2 separate regions of the Mus musculus genome follow, and region 1 is linked to region 2. Evidence: chromatin contacts called from public promoter capture Hi-C data. All regions are on one chromosome and are shown on one strand. Each heading gives the region's core, a stretch centred on a gene start, on an enhancer-like site or on the middle of the called end of the contact. The rest is flanking DNA. Distances are from core to core; before and after follow the strand shown. Region 1 overlaps Trpc4ap (transient receptor potential cation channel, subfamily C, member 4 associated protein). Region 2 overlaps Dynlrb1 (dynein light chain roadblock-type 1).

What was found. Promoter capture Hi-C pulls out the DNA fragments that hold promoters and counts their contacts.
Region 1: a promoter capture Hi-C map of liver shows a contact between it and region 2, with 2.4 times the contacts expected there. The contact joins two enhancer-like sites. A contact is called at or near these places in 4 of 39 promoter capture datasets (liver, neutrophils and pre-B cells) and 1 of 115 datasets of contacts at active chromatin or transcription factors (embryonic stem cells).

What each region holds. Positions count from the first base shown.
Region 1 is chr2:155,638,660-155,644,745 of GRCm38.p6, reverse strand. It overlaps Trpc4ap (transient receptor potential cation channel, subfamily C, member 4 associated protein), which reads left to right. Exons shown (of 19, transcript NM_001163452.1): 11 at 1,296-1,354; 12 at 3,056-3,157; 13 at 4,189-4,272; 14 at 5,183-5,273. Among named protein-coding and RNA genes, the nearest start is that of Gm22334, 11 kb to the left of the region's middle. Within about 2 kb of position 3,800, at least 54 of the 459 cell types and tissues checked have an H3K27ac peak or open chromatin away from gene starts, as enhancers often do. A contact at or near this core is called in liver, where this site is marked.
Region 2 is chr2:155,237,576-155,243,133 of GRCm38.p6, reverse strand. It overlaps Dynlrb1 (dynein light chain roadblock-type 1), which reads right to left. Exons shown (of 4, transcript NM_025947.3): 2 at 328-403. Among named protein-coding and RNA genes, the nearest start is that of Dynlrb1, 3.8 kb to the right of the region's middle. Within about 2 kb of position 2,028, at least 100 of the 459 cell types and tissues checked have an H3K27ac peak or open chromatin away from gene starts, as enhancers often do. A contact at or near this core is called in liver, where this site is marked.

The DNA of each region.
Region 1 (6,086 bases), core at 2,551-5,050, 400 kb before region 2:
CTCACCTTTTTTTTTTTAAGATTTATTTATTTATTATATGTAAGTACACTGTAGCTGTCTTCAGACACTCCAGAAGAGGGCATCAGATTTCGTTACGGATGGTTGTGAGCCACCATGTGGTTGCTGGGATTTGAACTCGGGACCTTCGGAAGAGCAGTCGGCACTCTTAACCACTGAGCCATCTCACCAGCTCCCATGCCAGTCACCTTTGACTGTGTCCCAGAACCTCTGAACCTGTTTTCTTGGACTAGGAGGGTCATGTGCCTATTGCCCTCAGAGCCCCACCTTCCCACAACTCTGGCCCAAAAGACCTGATGTGCTGGCAGGACCTGGTGCCATGGGTTTCCGAACCTGCATTGTGGGACTTAACCTCGGTGCCCTGCCCCCAACCTTGTCAGGTTGCTTTTCATTCTTCCATTTGAGTTAGTAACTTAGAATGAGTCTTTCCACAGGGGACTGAGCGCTTGGTCTTTGTTCCTTGTGGAAATATCCTGTGTCTTCTGCGTTTGCAATCTTTCTCTAATGGCTTCTTACTTACTTCCTTATGGTCTCTTGGAGATGCTGCTGTGGTGCCAGCAGCTTGTGTCTGGGTTTTCACACACTTGGGGTGGCATGTGTGTCGTTTTCTGAGGTTTGGTGGCAGCCTTCCTGGGGACCTTTGCCACCTCTGCCCAGGACACACTTTGGCTCACGCTTTAGAGGAGCCAGTTTCATGTTCAGTTTCAGGATTTCTTACTTCTCCTGGGAGGCTTCACCAGCCAAGCCTAAGCAGCTCACAGCTCGGCTCGTCCTGGTCACTGTAGGACACAGAAACCATAGCCGTGTTGTGACTCGGTCTCTCACCATCCACGGGCTCCTGAGCTCTCAGGGCCAGGCCTTTCTGAGATCAGTAGGTTTCCCTTTGGAGCTTCTAAACTAGCCTCATGTGGAAAGGGACTAGGATGATTTTAGTTTTTAAATCCAATCGTCTAGGATGTTGTTAGCAGAAAAGGTCTACGTTAGTTTAGCTTGACACTGGTCAGCCATGAAGGTCTGACTTTTCCACTAAAGAAAACCCTCCAGGGGGCAGGGGGAGGGGGTAGAGGAGAGGGGGCTTGTGGAGGGGAAACTATGAAAGGGGATAACATTTGAAATGTAAATAAGAAAATATCTAATAAAAAAAAAAGGAAAACCCTCATTGTGCTGGAGGACAGGGACGCATAAGAAGCAGTGTAGCTAGACAGGGATGTCACCAGAGCCCAGCCTTGTTTTTTGTACAAGTGTTGTGACAAACGTAGCTTTAATATGTGTTCTAGGACATCACCTTGAAGATCCAGTTTTTGAGACTTCTCCAGAGTTTCAGTGACCACCATGAGTAAGTATCCCCTGGAGGCATCGTCTGCAGGCCCCTCCCCTGAGCTTCTCTGTTCTCTGACCCAGGAGCAGTCTGTAGGGCTGGTGGGAGCCCCCAATATCTGTGAGGCTGTGCTCCTCAGCCCTGTAGGTTGACAACCCTTCCTTCTATCTGAGCACCGAATCTTTCCTCTGCCCTCACAGCCACCATCAGAGGATGAAAGTGCTGTCCCTCTGTGCCCTGGGAGCAACACCCTTGTGCAATGACTAGCCTCTTAGCTGCAGAGTCCCTGACTGGAAACATGGAGGCTCCCACCTCTACAGTGAAGTGTGTTGGCTCCCCCTTCCCACTTTTTTGCGATAGTCTCTGATTTTTAATGATTAAGCTTTTAGTGGAGAATGTATAAGAAAATGATTGTCCACTATAAGGGAAACAGTGCAAGGGAGGGGGAAACACGGGATTCTTGGCCGTGGCATTAGGGTAAGGACCTGACGACTGTGTGTGCACAGAAAGGTGGATGCACTGGATTGGAGGCCTCCATGAAGGGCCCAGAGGAGGGGTTCTCAAGGCAGTGCTGGGGCAGCCTGAGTTTTCAATGTTGTACAAGTTAATAGAACATGCCTGAGGACAGTGCTGCCTAGGGGCCTCTGTCTCTTATGATTCTGTTTTGTGAGAACGTCTGTGGCTGAAGGCATCTGTAGTTGACAGAATTATACCGAGTGTGTGTGTGTGTGTGTGTGTGTGTCCGTCCCTGTCCTAGCTTTCATCAGACTCTAAATCAGTACTTCTTTGTACCTGGCCTAGTGGAAATACTATGATCCCTGCTGTCATGTAGAGTACATTTGGGAGAGGAAGTTTACCATTAGAGAAGGTCACCAGTTACAGAATGCCTGATGTCAAATAGGCATGGTGTGTGGGAACAAAAGAGCACACTCCGTGAAAGGACAGTTGTCAAGTGTCCTGACCGGCTGGCGGTGCTCAGTGACTATTGCAGAAGCAATCTGTGAGCAGAGGCCTGACCGGGATGAAGAGGCAGCGTGAGAGAGTTGAGCCAGAAGGCTCCCACATAGAGAAGCCCTGTAGGAGGATATGGCGTGGTCATGAAAACCAGAGTGGCCAGATGGTGTGGCAGGTGTGAGCTGCTCAGTTTGTTGTAGCCACAGAGGTGGCCTGGCTGCACAGGGCCTCAAAGACATGATCACTCCCTAGGGGTTCACACAACAGGGTGTGAGAATTGGGTAAGCATTTTCAATAATGACATGGTCCCAGTCCTGTTTTAGAAATCACTCAAGGAGCTGAGGGAGGGTTCCCTTCCTGTGAGAAGCAGCTGAGCAAGTGCTTCTGTGCTGCACAGACCGTAATGACAAGCCTGGACGGAAGGAAGAGGAGCGATTGTGTCACAGTTGGTCAGGCCTCTGCGTTGTGACTCTGGCCACTGAGAATGCTGCAGCAGGGCTAGGCTCAGGACTAAGATGGCAGACAGGATCAGATGTGCTGAAGTGCAGGTGACTCTGAGAAGTCATAGAGAAGTGTTCAGTGTGCAACATGGAGACCTGGAGGTGCCGAGGACGGGCTTGTTAGGAATGACAAGCACGTGTAGAAGTGCTGGGGGACTCTCAGTGCTCCTCCCGACAGGAGTGGGCAGAGCAGACTTTGTGCCCGCTGCAGAGCTGCTCAGCAGCTCCAGCCCCGCCCTTTACCCTTTGCACCCGTCTGTTTCAGGAACAAGTACTTGCTGCTCAACAACCAGGAGCTAAATGAGCTCAGTGCCATCTCGCTGAAAGCCAACATCCCTGAGGTGGAGGCTGTCCTCAACACTGACAGGTGATCTTTGTGGGGACCGCTGTGGATACAGGGCTCCCAGCAGGGCACACGCGGGGCTGCGTACTTGTGCTTCCTCACACGTAGCTACCACCCCACTGGCTTTGTGAGCTAGATCCTCACATCTCCTGCATTTCCTAACTGAGGATCACAGCAGCCTCAGAAGGAAGTGCCATCGTCATCTTCCTCTTTACATGTATATGACAGCAAAGGTCAGCTATACTCTGTCCTTCCACCTTATCCCATGCAAATCATGGCCCCTTTACTGGTATCCTCATTTCTTGCCCAGTGGCAGCTGTGCCAAGCAGGACAAGAAGAAGCTAACCCTTCACCCTCTGCCCTATGTCTACCTCCTCTTTGGGATCAACACAGTGCCATGTCTGGCTCATGGGGGCTTGTGAAGTGTGGCCCTAATCTAGCAGCTACAGTCAGAAATCCCCAACTTCTTCCTGAGAAGATGGATCCATCGGTGCCCCGGCGTCTGCAGGGGCTGGAAATGGAGCTGCCGTGTGAAGAGAGAGTTTAAGGGCCCAGACACCTGCCACTGTGACAGGCCTAATCATTTTCTTACCTACTGCTGCCTTTGCCTCATAGACGGGAAGCTGAGGCCTGGAAGCCCACAGCTGAGCTGGAACTGACCCTGGGCAGGATAAAGAACTCTGGGCACTGCCCAATTGGCACAGACTTTTTATTCCATCTGGCATACTCTGCTGTGGCCTGAATTAAACCCATTTGTGATGTAAATGGCCGCCTTCTGGCAGTTTGGAGCCCCATCTGGCCATGGGTGTGCCTCTGCCTCTGGCCAGTGGGTCTGAGGAGGGAAAAGCGGCCTAAGGCGCAGGAGAAATGCACCTGGCCATTGAGCTGACGGCTGCAGTCTCTGAGGTCCTGGCACACGGTGGAGCAAGAAAGCATCCTTGCAGACTCAGACATTGCCTGTTCTTTCCTCCATCCACAGCGACACAGGACGAGCTCAGTGGCCCCTCTTAGCCATTCAGTTCTGTCACCAGTGCTGTCTGTCCCTTTGATTTCAGGAGTCTGGTGTGTGACGGCAAGAGGGGCCTACTAACTCGGCTGCTGCAGGTCATGAAGAAGGAGCCAGCGGAGTCTTCATTCAGGTGAGTAAGGAGAGCTGTGCTTGGGAGGGGTCTAGGAGCCAGGGGGTTCCCAATGGGTTAGTCTCCAGTACCTACTCCTTAAGGTTGGGGAGGCGGCCTCACCAGCCGCTGGCACTATGGGATTCAGCTGGTAAGTGCGTGTGTCCTTGTCACATGCCAGCAGGGTATTTTAGGAGGTAGGTGATCATCAGGCTGTCACTAGAGAGGTAGAGCACAAATGGATCCAGGCTATGCCTGTGTGACTTCCAGGGATCATGGGAAGGAAGCATGAAAGGAAAGAAACCTGCTTCAGTGCAGTATGGGAGAAAATAGAGCCAGGGACCGCCCGGGGGGGGGGGGGGGGCTTGGAAAGGTTGTAGACAAGAGGATTCCACCAGGCCTGGGTACAGGGCTCTGTCCCTACAGGGTTCACCTATTCAGACCCTCCCTCAGGTATCCCAGCTGAGTCTTTGGGCCACTCAGTATCTGTTGGCTCCTATCTAGACCAGCTCAATGCATATGAAGTCAGTGATGTCGCCACACAAACCCTTCTGCTGGCCACACATCCCTGGTCTATGTCTTTCCAGTATTCTGAGAGTGGAAAGCCTAGAGTGGTTTTACATGGAACTTACTAGAGGCCACTCTTTGAGCCCAGATGCCACTGTGTATGCCCATATACCATAGAAACACGTTTTGGTCCAGCCCACAATGAAAGACTGGCCCCTGCCGAGCTGTGAGCACCATACATGAGAATGGCGATCCTCTTGCTTATTGATCTGTCCTCAAGACCTAGGACTGGGGCACAGACTGGGAAATGTTAAGTAAATATTAGACACTGGGCTGCAAACCACTCTGCCTCTGGGGGCATTTAGCCTGCACCAGGGGAGGGCAGCCAAAGCCTCCTGGTCCAGGATCAACACTTGGGTTGCAGGTTTTGGCAAGCCCGGGCTGTGGAAAGTTTCCTCCGAGGGACCACCTCCTATGCAGACCAGATGTTCCTGCTGAAGCGAGGCCTTCTGGAGGTATACTGGAGGAAGCAGGGCGTCGAGTAGCTGTCCTCCCCAGTCCAGCCCCTCGAATTGATTCTTCGTTCTGAGCCTTAAAGAGTTTGGTCAGGAACAGACCTTTTCTGGTTGTTCCTAGTGCGCATTGTTCCAGGGTTGGCCCTGGGTTGCCAGCTGTGGGCTCCCTGTAGGTATTGAGGGCTAAAGGACTCAGGTAGTTGTGCAGGAATTTAGAATACAGAGTTACCCAGCAAGCCCTTTGACCCTGGGGATAATTTGGTATTGACTAAAAGTTAACAAAGCCACCAACCAGGCAGCATACACAAGCTAGTCCGAGGCCCCCGACACATATACAGCAGAGGACTGCCTGGTCTGGCCTCAGTGGGAGAAGACTTGCCTAACCCTTGAGAGACTTGAGGCTTCAGGGAGTGGGGAAGCCTGGTGGGTGGCAGTGAGGGGGAAACAAAGCGGGGAGGAAGAATGGGATGAGGAGCTGTGGGAGGGGGCAGTGATGTAAGAAAATAAAAGTAATGATATTTCCATATTGATTAATGGCATGTAGCAAAAGGAATTTGAAGAGAGAGCAAATAGCTAGAATTACAGTTGGTATTTTTAGGAAATGACTATGAACATGGAACCATGAATTGTAAAGGAAAGCAGCTGCCAATCATGTAAGCTCAAGAAAATGAACTGAGCTTGGAGACCCCACACTTTAGAAGCAGAAGCAGGAGTTGTTCAAGTTCAAGGCCAGACCCTGTCTCACAAAAAAAACAAAGCAGGAATGAAGAGAGGGAGGGAGGGGAAATCAGAAACCAGAATGGAAGCAGGGAA
Region 2 (5,558 bases), core at 779-3,278:
ACACTGTGTGTGGTGAGGAAGGACACTGTGTGTGGTGTGGAAGGACACTGTGGTGTGGAAGGACACTGTGTGTGGTGAGGGAGGACACTGTGTGGTGTGGGAGGACACGGTGTGGTGAGGAAGGACACTGTGTGTGGTGTGGAAGGACACTGTGGTGAGGAAGGACACTGTGTGTAGTGAGGAAGGACACTGTGGTGTGGAAGGACACTGTGGTGAGGAAGGACACTGTGTGTGGTGTGGAAGGACACTGTGGTGAGGAAGGTCACTGTGTTTGGTATGGGCTGCTTTCTGGAGACCTGCCTGGGTACAGGATGGACAAGGGCCTACCTTCTGTGTTCACCACGATGATGCCCTGCACTCCTTTCTGGCTCTGAAGCCTCTTGAGTGTTTCCTCCACCTCTGCCTGCCAGAAAGGAGACCAAGATTAGGAGTCAGTAGGCAGACCGGATTAACGTCTTCAGATCCCGGCCCAGGAATGAGAGTCATCTAAAAAAAAACACCCAGGCACTTGGTAGTGCTCCAAAGCTGCCCAGGCCGGGCCCATATGGAGTGCTCCTCAGGCCACCACTGGCAGCCCCAGCATGAGCAGCACTGTTTCTGGCCCCTTACACCAGGCGGCCATCCCCTCCCTGCCCATCAGCTATTTGAGAGCAGAGTAAAAACCCCATTCCCTGGAGTACAGACACACCCACGACCCATGACTCACTCATGTGGCACTGTATTCTGATGAACTGGAAAAAACAAAAACCTAAGTAGTAGCTTTTAACAGGAAAGAGGCACTTCATTCTTTGTAGGTTAAACATCAAAAATGAAAATATTTCAAAGGGAGCAAAATGACCCCATAAAGATAAACTCAGTGACTTAAAAAGCTGCCACCCTAAACACAGTGACACTTGGTATATAAGAACAGGAAATATGCTGGGCAGTGGTGGCACATGCCTTTAATCCTAGCACTTGGGAGGCAGAGGCAGGCAGATCTCTTTGAGTTCGAGGCCAGCCTGGTCTACAGAGTGAGTTCCAGGACAGCCAGGGCTACACAGAGAAACCCTGTCTTGAAAAATCACCACAAGAAAAAAAAAAAAAAGAAAGAAAAGAAAAGAAAAGAAAAAGAACGAAGGAAGGAACAGGAACTATGTCTCAGGAAGAGCTCTGATTATCCAGAAACTGCTCAAGGTGGGACGTCCTAGCACACAGAGCCTGTCAACTGAGCAGATGATGAGAAGTAGGATCTCCCTCTGTGAAACATGCTTCTATACAGCCCTGGCTGTCCTGGAACTCACTCTGTAGACCAGGCTGGACTCAAACTCAGAGACTGCCTGCCTCTGCCTCTGCCGGGATTAAAGATGTGTGCTATCACACCTGGTCCTCCCCACCCCTTCAAAAAAAACAAACTTTCAAAGCTGCTTTTCTGAAACCAAATAGTTTTCTAGACCACCTGACACATCTCTTCAAGACCTAGTCTGTGACTCTGTGAGACATGTCAGAGCCTGTGTCTAGCTACTTAGTCTCTTAGAGTGGTCAGCAGAGTAGGTCCCCATGAACACAAGTCTAGCTGACCTTCCTCTCTCTACAGCTGGAGCCTGGTTTTGAAGTGTGCTTATTCTCAGGGTGCCCCCTCCACAGGCTTGGAATCTAGTCATAAGCTCCTCAAACGTAGTCAGGACAGGCGTTCGGATCTCTGTGAAATCAAGGCCAGTCTGTACATAGTGAGCTATAGCACAGCCAGGGTTTTATAGAGACTTTATCTCCAAAAGGGAAGAAGGCAAAGGGTCTTTGGAAACAGGGGTGTCATTCACAGAAAGAATGGTTCTCCATCACCTGGGTCCAAAGAGCTAGAGCTGGGGGCGGTGTGTGTGTGTGCTCCAAAACTGGAGATAACACAATGGGTTATTTTTATGAAAGGCTCACCCTAACAACCTACTTCCTGTAAGAACAGTGCCAGATGCCACAGGGTGGGTAGAGGGCTCCCCCTACAGAGCGCCAAGCAGCTTCATGCCTCTAATCTAGAACCTGGGTAAAAGGGCATGGTTGTGTCAGAAGCCGTTTGCCTGCTTCTGTGGAGAGAAAGAAAATAAATAAAAGCCTGCCTGCCAGGCAGAGTCAAGGCAGGTCAGGGGTACTGGCAGATTTCCTGGCCTGCTGAGGCATGGAACAGTAAGAGAAGGTGCACGTCAGGCAAGATGAGGGGCTGAAGACTCCACTGACCTTGGGAGTTACAGGGAGGCTCTGGGATGAGAACTGATGGCTTATGTGTTATGGCGCAGTCGTTCCTGTGGCTTTGCTTCCCAGAATACTGTGAGGTATAAAAAGGCTAAGAAAAACTAACTAGAGGCCGATGTGGCATTGACCTGCAGCCCTCCCATACCTGTCTCTTGCATCTTTTTTCTGCCTTCCCTATAATTATCCTCACTCCCGCCTCAGAGGACTGTTCCCAGCAGGTTGGTTGGAATTGGGGGATCAAGTGAAGGACAACGAGGAGGGAGAGCTTGAGAAAGAAAAAGGGGCTCAGTGCAATGAGAGTTTCTTGTAACCGACACAGGGAAACAGATAAGGGAGCTTGGAAAAAGAAAAAGACAGGGAAAAAAGATGTGAAGTGGAAACAATCGTTTGCTTTTTGTACAAATGCTTAAGAATATGCTTTGCTCAAGTAGGGCAACAGCAACTACATTTAATTTTTTAGATTTTGTAGAGGTGATTTGTCCTTGGTTTCTTGAAGAAGGTACAGTAAATTTAGCAACCTAGGAGAAGGTTAGAGAAAGACTTGGAGATTATTATGGTGTGCATGGACCAGGTAAAGTACCTGTAGATACCTTCAGTCTTCTAACTAGGGATAGATTAGATCCTAGACATGAGAAAGAAGCAGCATCCAGGGAGCAGACCCCCTCCGGCCCCTCTCCCCACACTCTCAGACTGGAGCACCCACTGACCCCCCAGAGCGTCAGAGGCGGAAGCGGAGGGCAAGGAGACAGCAACATGGAGCACAAGGCACAGGTGAGTTATGATCCAACCCAGCAGGTTAAGGTCTAAGAAAAATGTTCGAGGCTGATAAATGCAAGGTGAAGGTTAGAGGATGTAAAAGAACTTGATAGTGATGGATTAGAAATAAAAAATCCTTCAGATGAAAGATATTTAAAGTTGGTAAATGCAAGTGATAAATGTCAGAGGATCTAAGAAGATGTTTTAATGTATATAATTTCAAGTTACAGAGATGTAAGAAACAATTTAAGGTATAAAAAGGGGAAATGTTTCATATTCTCCCTGCATGCTATTGTCATTTCAAAGTTGAGAATTTTAACATTGATCAGTGGAGTTCTGATGAGCTAATGAAACACTGGCAGTTAACAATTCAGCCATAAGCTCAAGATTTTCATTTCCCTTTGGTTGGCTTCTGAATATAAACTTAAAGATGCTTATCATGCTAAAACCATCTCTGTTCAATCTGTGTATCTATAGCTGTAAACCTTTAACTAGCTCTCAAACGCACGAGTCTACTCCTGGTGTCTAACAGACACCTCTTAACTATTTTTCTAAAATATGGATTTCAATGCAATGGTATATCCTTTTGCAAACTACAGTTCATATAAACTTTGGGAATCAAGAGTCTTAAGACTTGGACTCACCTGTCACAAATCAAATGGACTCCAGATAAGTACACCTGCCTGTTCTGATCCAATCCAGCAGGTTGCCCCAAACACACACACCCCAAATCCCAGCACTTAGGAGGTAGAGGCAGGAGGATTGGAAGTTCAAAGTCATCCTTGGTTAAATGGCAAGTTGTGCACCATATAAGGCACAAATAAAAAAATAGTCCCATGCACCAAACATATCAAAAAGGAAGCATACCCAGCTGCCAACAGTGGTTAGCTTGGGGGAGGGGTAAGAATGACCTCGTGCACCTCTTACAGATCATATACAACTGCCATATGAGTTCACTTGGAATGTTCATCTAAATATGTAGCAATTTTATGAATGCAAACAACAATACAGTACTGATTATAGAAATCTACCATGTATGAAAACACAGCACATATACACTTATGTAAATTACTCCCGGGGGGGGGGGTCCTGTCTGGAGCACACCTTTAATCCCAAAACTTGGGAGTTGGAGGCAGGCAGATCTTTGTGAGTTCTAGCCCAGCCCGGCCTACAGAGGAACTTTCAGATATATATACAGATATATATTCTGGTGTATAAAGAACTCCTTGGTCTACAGAGGGAGATTCACACATACAGACACACATAGACATAGACAGACATACAGACACACAGACAACACAGACCAGACAGACACACACACACACACACACACACACAAATCTGGTTGTTCCTGAAGGAGACTGAAGCTGGGATTAGGAATGGATGAGAGAGCGATTTTTCACTTAGGTCCTTTTGTATTAAAACTGTGAATATGCTATTTAAAATTTTTAAAATATATTGATGTATTTACTTTATATATGCAGTATGTATGTATGACTTATGCAGGAGCCTGCAGAAGTCAGAAGTAGGTGTCAGATCTAGAAGTGGAGTTACAAACAGATATGAGCAGACATGTGGGTGTTGGGAATTGAACCTCAATCTTCTGTAAGAACGACAAATACTCTCAATGGTTGAGCCCATCTCTACAGTTCCCTATTAAAATTTTTTTACAGGCGAGTGTTGTGGAAAATAACATTGCACAGATTTGAAGCAATACTGTTTTTGATGATGTAGACACAGTCTTCGTGATACCATGAAAATCACAGACCCCTAATTGAACAGTCGATGCAGACCACAACAAAAACAGAATAAGAACACCATACACAATGTACCTATGTAGTTGCCTCTAGCTCAGTGATCCTTAACCCTCCCAATCTGTGACCCTTTAATATGGTTCCTCATGTTGTAGTGACCCCCAGCCACGAAATTATTTCACTGTTACTTCATAACTCTAAGTATCTGATATGTGATCCCTGTGTGCTGAGACCCACAGGTTGATAACCACTGTCTAGGTGATGCCAGTCTGTTTCCTTCTCAGTTGCTTAGTTTTCTGGGACTAAAAAAAGTAATTAAAAGCACTGGATATTCTTCCATATAGGAGTGAATTTGACTCCCAGCACTTATATGGTGGCTCACAGGCATCAGTAAATCCAGTCCCCATCTGATGCCTCTCCAGGCACATTATACATAGACATGTATTCACTAAGCAGCAGGCTGCAGCTGTCAAAATGGCTGCACCTCTGCTCCTGCCTCAGCCTATAGCCCTCACTGGAGCTGCCTCAGCCATCAGGAGGTACCCCTGGTACCATGTCCTCTCTGGCCTCCCCAAACATCTCAACAGTGATGGCAGCTGCCTGCAGTTGGGAAGGCCTTCCCATCCTAGCTCAATGGTCCTGATGAAGGAAAAGGGGGGCAAAAAAACCCCACCAATGCCTGGACAGGAAAACCTACCAATCCCAGAGCTCCCCCAAATCCCAACCAATTCTCACTCTGGAAATCTCTGCCCTGAGAAGCTCTGCCACCTAAGAAATCCTACTTAAGACTTCTTCTTTGTTTGGTGTCCTGCTGCCCACTTCCCAGAG